2 separate regions of the Mus musculus genome follow, and region 1 is linked to region 2. Evidence: chromatin contacts called from public HiChIP or PLAC-seq data. All regions are on one chromosome and are shown on one strand. The core of a region is the stretch at or near the end of the contact, and the rest is flanking DNA. Distances in the headings are between cores, read along the strand shown. Region 1 holds the start of Rusc2 (RUN and SH3 domain containing 2). Region 2 holds the start of Arid3c (AT rich interactive domain 3C (BRIGHT-like)).

The links. HiChIP or PLAC-seq counts read pairs in DNA pulled down with a chosen protein or histone mark.
Region 1: an H3K27ac HiChIP or PLAC-seq map of embryonic stem cells shows a contact between it and region 2, with 4 times the contacts expected there. The contact joins the promoter of Rusc2 here to the promoter of Arid3c in region 2. A contact is called at or near these places in 2 of 39 promoter capture datasets (embryonic stem cells and liver) and 2 of 115 datasets of contacts at active chromatin or transcription factors (embryonic stem cells and microglia).

The regions. Positions count from the first base shown.
Region 1 is chr4:43,404,712-43,407,794 of GRCm38.p6, reverse strand. It overlaps Rusc2 (RUN and SH3 domain containing 2), which reads right to left and starts at 1,293. Exons shown (of 12, transcript NM_199057.3): 1 at 1,115-1,293.
Region 2 is chr4:41,729,478-41,732,447 of GRCm38.p6, reverse strand. It overlaps Arid3c (AT rich interactive domain 3C (BRIGHT-like)), which reads left to right and starts at 1,306. Exons shown (of 8, transcript NM_001017362.2): 1 at 1,306-1,357; 2 at 2,183-2,563. The coding sequence starts at 2,255.

The DNA.
Region 1 (3,083 bases), core at 44-2,543, 1.7 Mb before region 2:
GCTGTTCACAGTTCTTGGCTTGCTGGGAACTAACCTACTCTCAGGACACTCCCGAAATGCCCAGTCACACATTGTAAAACTCCCGTCTAATCTCCAAGTTGACTACCGGGTGAATGGTGGAAACAGGGCTAAGGATCTGTCTGCCTACGGGCAAGACAACTCCAGAAGGCCGCTTCCTGTCTTTGTTCACCCAACAGCATCCCTCTGTTGGTCACAGTACCTAGTTGCTGCTTTTCTGGTTTCTTCAGAGCTAGCAGGGAGGGAGGCAAAGGCATTCATTGTTATACTTTAGTGATCTGACCTTGACCTGAGGTCCTTCGGAGAGCCTCTGTGGGGCTGACAGTCTTCTCTAGGGCAGGACGAAGGGAAGAGGGCGGTATGGTGGATCAGGGGGCATTGGTTTAGCTTGTGCTTTGGTCCCTTCCTGCTAGGAAGCTGCTCTGTAGAGCAGGGCTGAGTATAACATAAGAGGTCAGGTGCCTTCAGCATCCCTCTCTCCATACGCTGTAGGGCATTTGCATTCATTCTTACTGCAACCAATCCCAGAGCCTGGCAGCTTCTACAATGGATATGTCTGTGTGCATACAAGTATGCATGTGTGGGGAGGAAAAGCCACCCAACCTTCTGGATAAGAATGCATAGATTCCTGCATGGTTTTCAGCATAAACTTCCACGAGCTGTAGAAGGGTCTCCACCCATTCAGCCTTTGTGTCCAGATTTGAAAGCTGCAGCTACAGCAGCTTCATTAGAAATACCCAGATAGAAAGAAAGAAAGGAAGGAAGGAAGGAAGGAAGGAAGGAAGGAAGGAAGGAAGGAAGGAAGAGAAAAGGATCTTGTTTCTTGACCAAACAGCACAGATAGATAGCATCAGCCCAAGCCTCTTTCTTGCCCGGCCCATGCATGCATGCAGAGATGAGTTTGTCTCCGCTTGCTGTCACTCTCCCTTTCCGAAAGACAAAGCCACCCTTCAGAAGCCAGAGCCCAGATGCTGATGCTGATCCGGCCTCTGCCAGCAGTGACCTCCCACCCCCCACCCCAGAGCCATTCCTCTGCAAGGAGCCTCGAGCTGGACCTGGTGGCTCCCGTTCCTTTTGCACGCCCGTCGCGCCCTACCTCGACAATGGCAGCTGAATCACTGGTCCTCGAGATCGCACAAGGGGGACCGGGCTGATACCCTGAGATCTGATTTCTGTTAGTACAATGGCATCCCGAGCTAATGCAGGGAGGCTGCGCAATCTCAGCCTGTCTTCTTGCTGCTGCTGCTGCCACGGCGGCTGGGCTGCGGTGACGTTGCTACTAAGGGGAGGGATGGGGAGGGAAAGGAGCAGGCAAGCCCACAGTGCAGCCACTCAGTTCCAGGTCGGTCCCTTCGGCCTGTTAGTCTGGGGGAGGGGCGTAGAGAGAGAAGTCAGCCACAGGGGGCAGTAGGTGCTGGAAGACGGAGACTTTCCAGACAGCAGCATAAAAACCCAGGGAGAGCCGAGCCTAGCTTCTCCTGGGTCCTGAGTGTTGGAAGAAGTCTGGGCAGAGCCTGGGCGCTTCCTTCCTTCCTTCCTTCCCTTCTCAGGCCGCTCCTTTCCGACCTTGGCTAGAAGCACCCCCCCACACACACTCCTCCCACTCAGGCAGTGAATGACTGCGTGTTTCCCAGCTTTTTCTTTAGTTAGGTTTCCAGCTGGGTTAGGGTGGAGGGTCATCCTGGAAGGAGATTTTGGAAGCCCCACCCAGAGGCTACACTAAACAAAACAATATTCCCAGCGACAGATCAGCATTCCACCAGCTAAACAACACCGGCATTTTTCACAAGGCCCAATCTCAGTGCTGGGTTTCCAGGGTCCCTCTGCGTAGGCTTCTGAAGGAAGCCCCTGGGCCACAGGGGGCTTCTCTGAGCAGGTGGCTCTGATGCTCCAAGTCTGGGTGGCTGCAGGCCACCTCCCTAACCCAGGGTTCAGCTGGTCTCCCGGCTCTTCAGAGGGTCTAACAGTTTAAGCGGAGCTGAGCCTGTCACATCAGTTTTTGGTTCTTGCGGACTTGGGTTCGACCAGGGTTGTAAGGGAGTCGATTCCCTTTAACCAGGCAGAGAGTCTGGAAAGTTCCTTCTCCCACAGGAAGGCAGGCAAAGGAAAGGGACTGGGTTCTTAGAGCCTTCGCTTCAACTGTGGACCTTCTGAACTACCTGCCTCTTCCTCTCTCGAGTTCTGGGCCATTCTGTGAGGATAACCGCGCAGTAGCAGACCACACACGAGCCAGGTGTGTAAGTGGAATCTGTCGCTGCTCACTGATGCCACCCTCCAAAACAGCAGCTTTCAGGACAACCATGGCAGCACATGCCTCTAATCCCAGCACTTGGGAGGTAGAGGCAAGCAGATGTCTGTGAGTCGAAGGCCAGCCTGGTCTACATAGAGAACTCTAGGGTGGCCAGAACTACATAGAGAGACCCTGTCTCAAAAACTCCACAAAACAAAACAAAACCAACCAGCCAACCAGCCACCTTCCTGGTGAGCGCTGTGGTTCCCAATGAGTCATGCGCATTTATTTGGTTTTGCTCTGAACTGTTTCCTTTACTCCCCCAACTAAATTTCCAATTGAACTGAGGGCTTTATGTGTCCCAGGCAAGCTCTCCTCCCCTGAATATTTCTCCTCCATGGTTGGTTGAATCTGTGGGCCGTAGAACCCATGGTATGGTGGCTGACTATGCTATCTCCACTCTACCGGGAAGACTCTGGATTTCAGGTCTCAAGAAGCCTTGAGAGGCAGCGCTGGGGTTCCAGGTGCACGCCTTCACATTCATCTACTTCCGTTCTTGCATCTTCCCCGCGCTCCTGAGACCTGTGTGTTTCCTGACTTCATGCTGACCTGAGCTGAATTACAGAGGTCTAACCTTGACTCGCTTGAGGATCAACAGCCCCTGGTCCTACAAAGAAGCAAACAATGAAGAAGAGAAGCCGGAAAAGGGAGGAGCTTACAACCCTGAGCAGCCAGTAGCAGCCCTCTCAGCATGGCTGAAACGGTAGGTGTGGGGCGCTGGCCTTTTCTGGAGCTGATAGAGACTACTTCTGGGGCTTGCTGTAGGTTAAGCAGT
Region 2 (2,970 bases), core at 57-2,556:
CTACAAAGTGAGTTCCAGGAGAGCAAGGCCTATACAGAGAAACCCTGTCTTGAAAAAGAAGAAAAAAGAAGACAGAAGAAGAAAGAAGACAGAAGAAGAAAGAAGACAGAAGAAGAAGAAGAAGAAGAAGAGGAGGAGGAGGAGGAGGAGGAGGAGGAGGAGGAGAAGGAAGAAGGAAGAAGAAAAGAAGAAGAAGGAAGAAGAAGAAGAAAAGAAGGAAAAGAAGAAGGAAGAAGAAGAAGGAAGAAGAAGAAGGAAGAAGAAGAAGAAGAAAAAGAAGGAAAAGAAGAAGGAAGAGGAAGAAGAAGGAAAAAGAAGAAGGAAGAGGAAGAAGAAGAAAAAAGAAGAAGGAAGAAGAAGGAAAGAAAGAAAAAGAAGAAGAAGGAAAGAAGAAGATGAAGAAGAAGAAGAAGAAGAAGAAGAAGAAGAAGGAAGAAGGAAGAAGAAGGAGGAGGAGGAGGAGGAGGAGGAGGAGGAGAAGAAGAAGAAGAAGAAGAAGAAGAAGAAGAAGAAGAAGAAGAAGAAGAAGAAGAAAGAAGGAGGAGAGGAGGAGGAGGAGGAGGAGGAGGAGGAGGAGGAGGAGGAGGAGGAGAGGTGTGTATGCCTGTATTTCTCATACAATGTGTATATCCCGATGTGTGTGCTTGCAGGAGACTCAAGAGACTTCTGGGGGTGTAGGTGCATAGATATGGGGGCCACTGGCATGTGCATACCTGTGCCTAAACTGACACATATTTGCAGTTGGCGATAGCACGTGGGCAGGGCATGAAGGAAGGCAAAGCTCTGTTCTGGCCAGGTGTTCCGCATTCATCCCCGCATCCTTCAGAGCGATTCCAGTGTGACAACAGCTTGTTCAGGCCCTAGATCCCTCGAGTCACCTTTAAACGGAATGTGTAAAATTGGGCCCGAATTTGTGACAAGGTGTGAACGGCGGGTTCTGAGTGTGGGTTTGGGGGACACGACTTGTAAGGCTGGGCGGGGCCATGGGCCGGAGTTTACTAGCCGTGGTCTCCTCTTTCTCCCACGCGTGATTTCCCCATAGCTCTCCGGCGCCCCCCTCGAATCTGGCTGGTGGGAGACACCTGTTGGGGGGTTAAGAGGAGCCGAGCCCACCCCAGCCTCTTCCGCTGCGCCCTCCCGCCCTCACCCGCCCAGCAGGGCTCGGGTCCCGCCCCCGGGACCGCAGGCAGCCAAGCGACCGCCAGTGAGCGCACGGCGGTCAGAAGAGCGCAGGGCGGCAAGAGCGCACAGCGGGGACCCTGCGCAGGGAATCCAGCTGAGACAGGAGCCGCCCGAAAGGCGGCAGAGCAGACGGACCGCCGTGGAGACACCCGGGGCTTCGGGCGGTGCCAGGCAGGTGAGTGTAGCTGCAGGGCGTCCAGACCCCGGGATCCGGGCTCAGTGACTCGCCACCTCATGCCCGTCTGGTCCTGTCCCTGTCCCAGACCCAGACATTGCTGCCCTCTTCTCTGTACCTCTTGGATTCCTGATTCTTGTGTTTTATGTTTTTACCCGGTTTTTACACCAGTGTCCTCTATTTTCTGTCTCTTTCTAGTATTTTCTCTCTCATGCTGCGTCGCTCTTCCCGCGTCTCTCTCAACCTCATCTTGCTATCTCTTTTCAGGTGTCTGTCCCTCTCTTGTAGCTCTCTCTCTCTCTTTCTCATTCTCTCTCTCTCTCTCTCTTCCCCCCCCCCTTCCTTCCCTCCCTCCCTCCCGCCCTCCCTCCCCATCTTGGTCCTCCTCAGTCTCTATGTCCCGCTCCTGTCTCTCTTCCAGTCTCTGTCTCTGTATCTGCCTGTCGTCCCGTGTTCTCTCTCTCTCTCCCTCTCTCTCTCTCTCTCTCTCTCTCTCTCTGTGTGTGTGTGTGAGAGAGAGAGAGAGAGAGAGAGAGAGAGAGAGAGAGAGAGAGATCTCCCTGCACCACTCTCCCTTGGTTTCTGTTACTCTTTCCAATTTGCTTGATTCTCCCTATCCTCAGTTCCTGGCCATTTCTGACTCCCTATGTGTAGTCTCTGTCTCTTTTGCTCCCTCTATCCCTCTGTCTCTGTTTTCTTGATATATTAATCCTTCCCTTATAACTCCATGTATGTCCCTGAACATGTATGTCCATGAGCATCTCCTCTTGTGTTGTAGGGTGTGGGTGCAGCAAGGCCCTGCACCCATAATTCCCTCCCCCACAGCCGGCCCTTTCCTCGGGGCCCCGCCTGGTACCAGGAGCCCCCCCAGCAGGGGGACTGCGCCTGGAAGCTGTAATGGAGGCCCTGCAGAGGCAGCAGGCAGCACGGCTGGCCCAAGGGGTGGGGCCCTTGGCCCCTCCACGCTTACCGCTTCCACAACCTCCTCTGCTTGGCGCCCGGACCCTACAGGCTCCTGAGGGGGCTATAGGGGTGGTTGGGGCTGAAGAAGAGGAGGGTGCTGAAGATGAGGAGGGAGAGACACCCTTAGCAGAAGAGGAGACAGCTGAGCAGAGCCATCCAGGAGCCCGATGTCCCAACTCACCTTCCAGCCAGTCTCCTGGAATCCAACCACATGAGTGGACCTACGAGGAACAGTTCAAGCAGGTAGGCACCCTCTCTCCACCACCCACCACGGCCAAGCTGTCACGCCTCTCTCCCTCTGGCAAAAAATAGTCTACACATTCCTATCACCCTCTGAAGGATGTTAACAGAGACCTAGGGAGAGATAGGAAGACTGCAAGATGGATAATGATCAATCAGCAGAGACACCCAGATATGTAGAAAGTACACAGGAATTCATTAAGAGGCAATGGAGATCCTCAAAACATAGAAAATGACCATTGGTCACCATAGGAGGCCATCGATGAGTTTGAAAGGGAGATAAAAAGGGTGTAAGGGTCTTTGAGAGAAGGGGATCCCGAATTCAAGGAACCCATAACAACTCTACCCCATCTACCCTCTCACGTATCAAATCACATGTACCGAAGGGAGTGTCTCAGGCTGGCTAATGC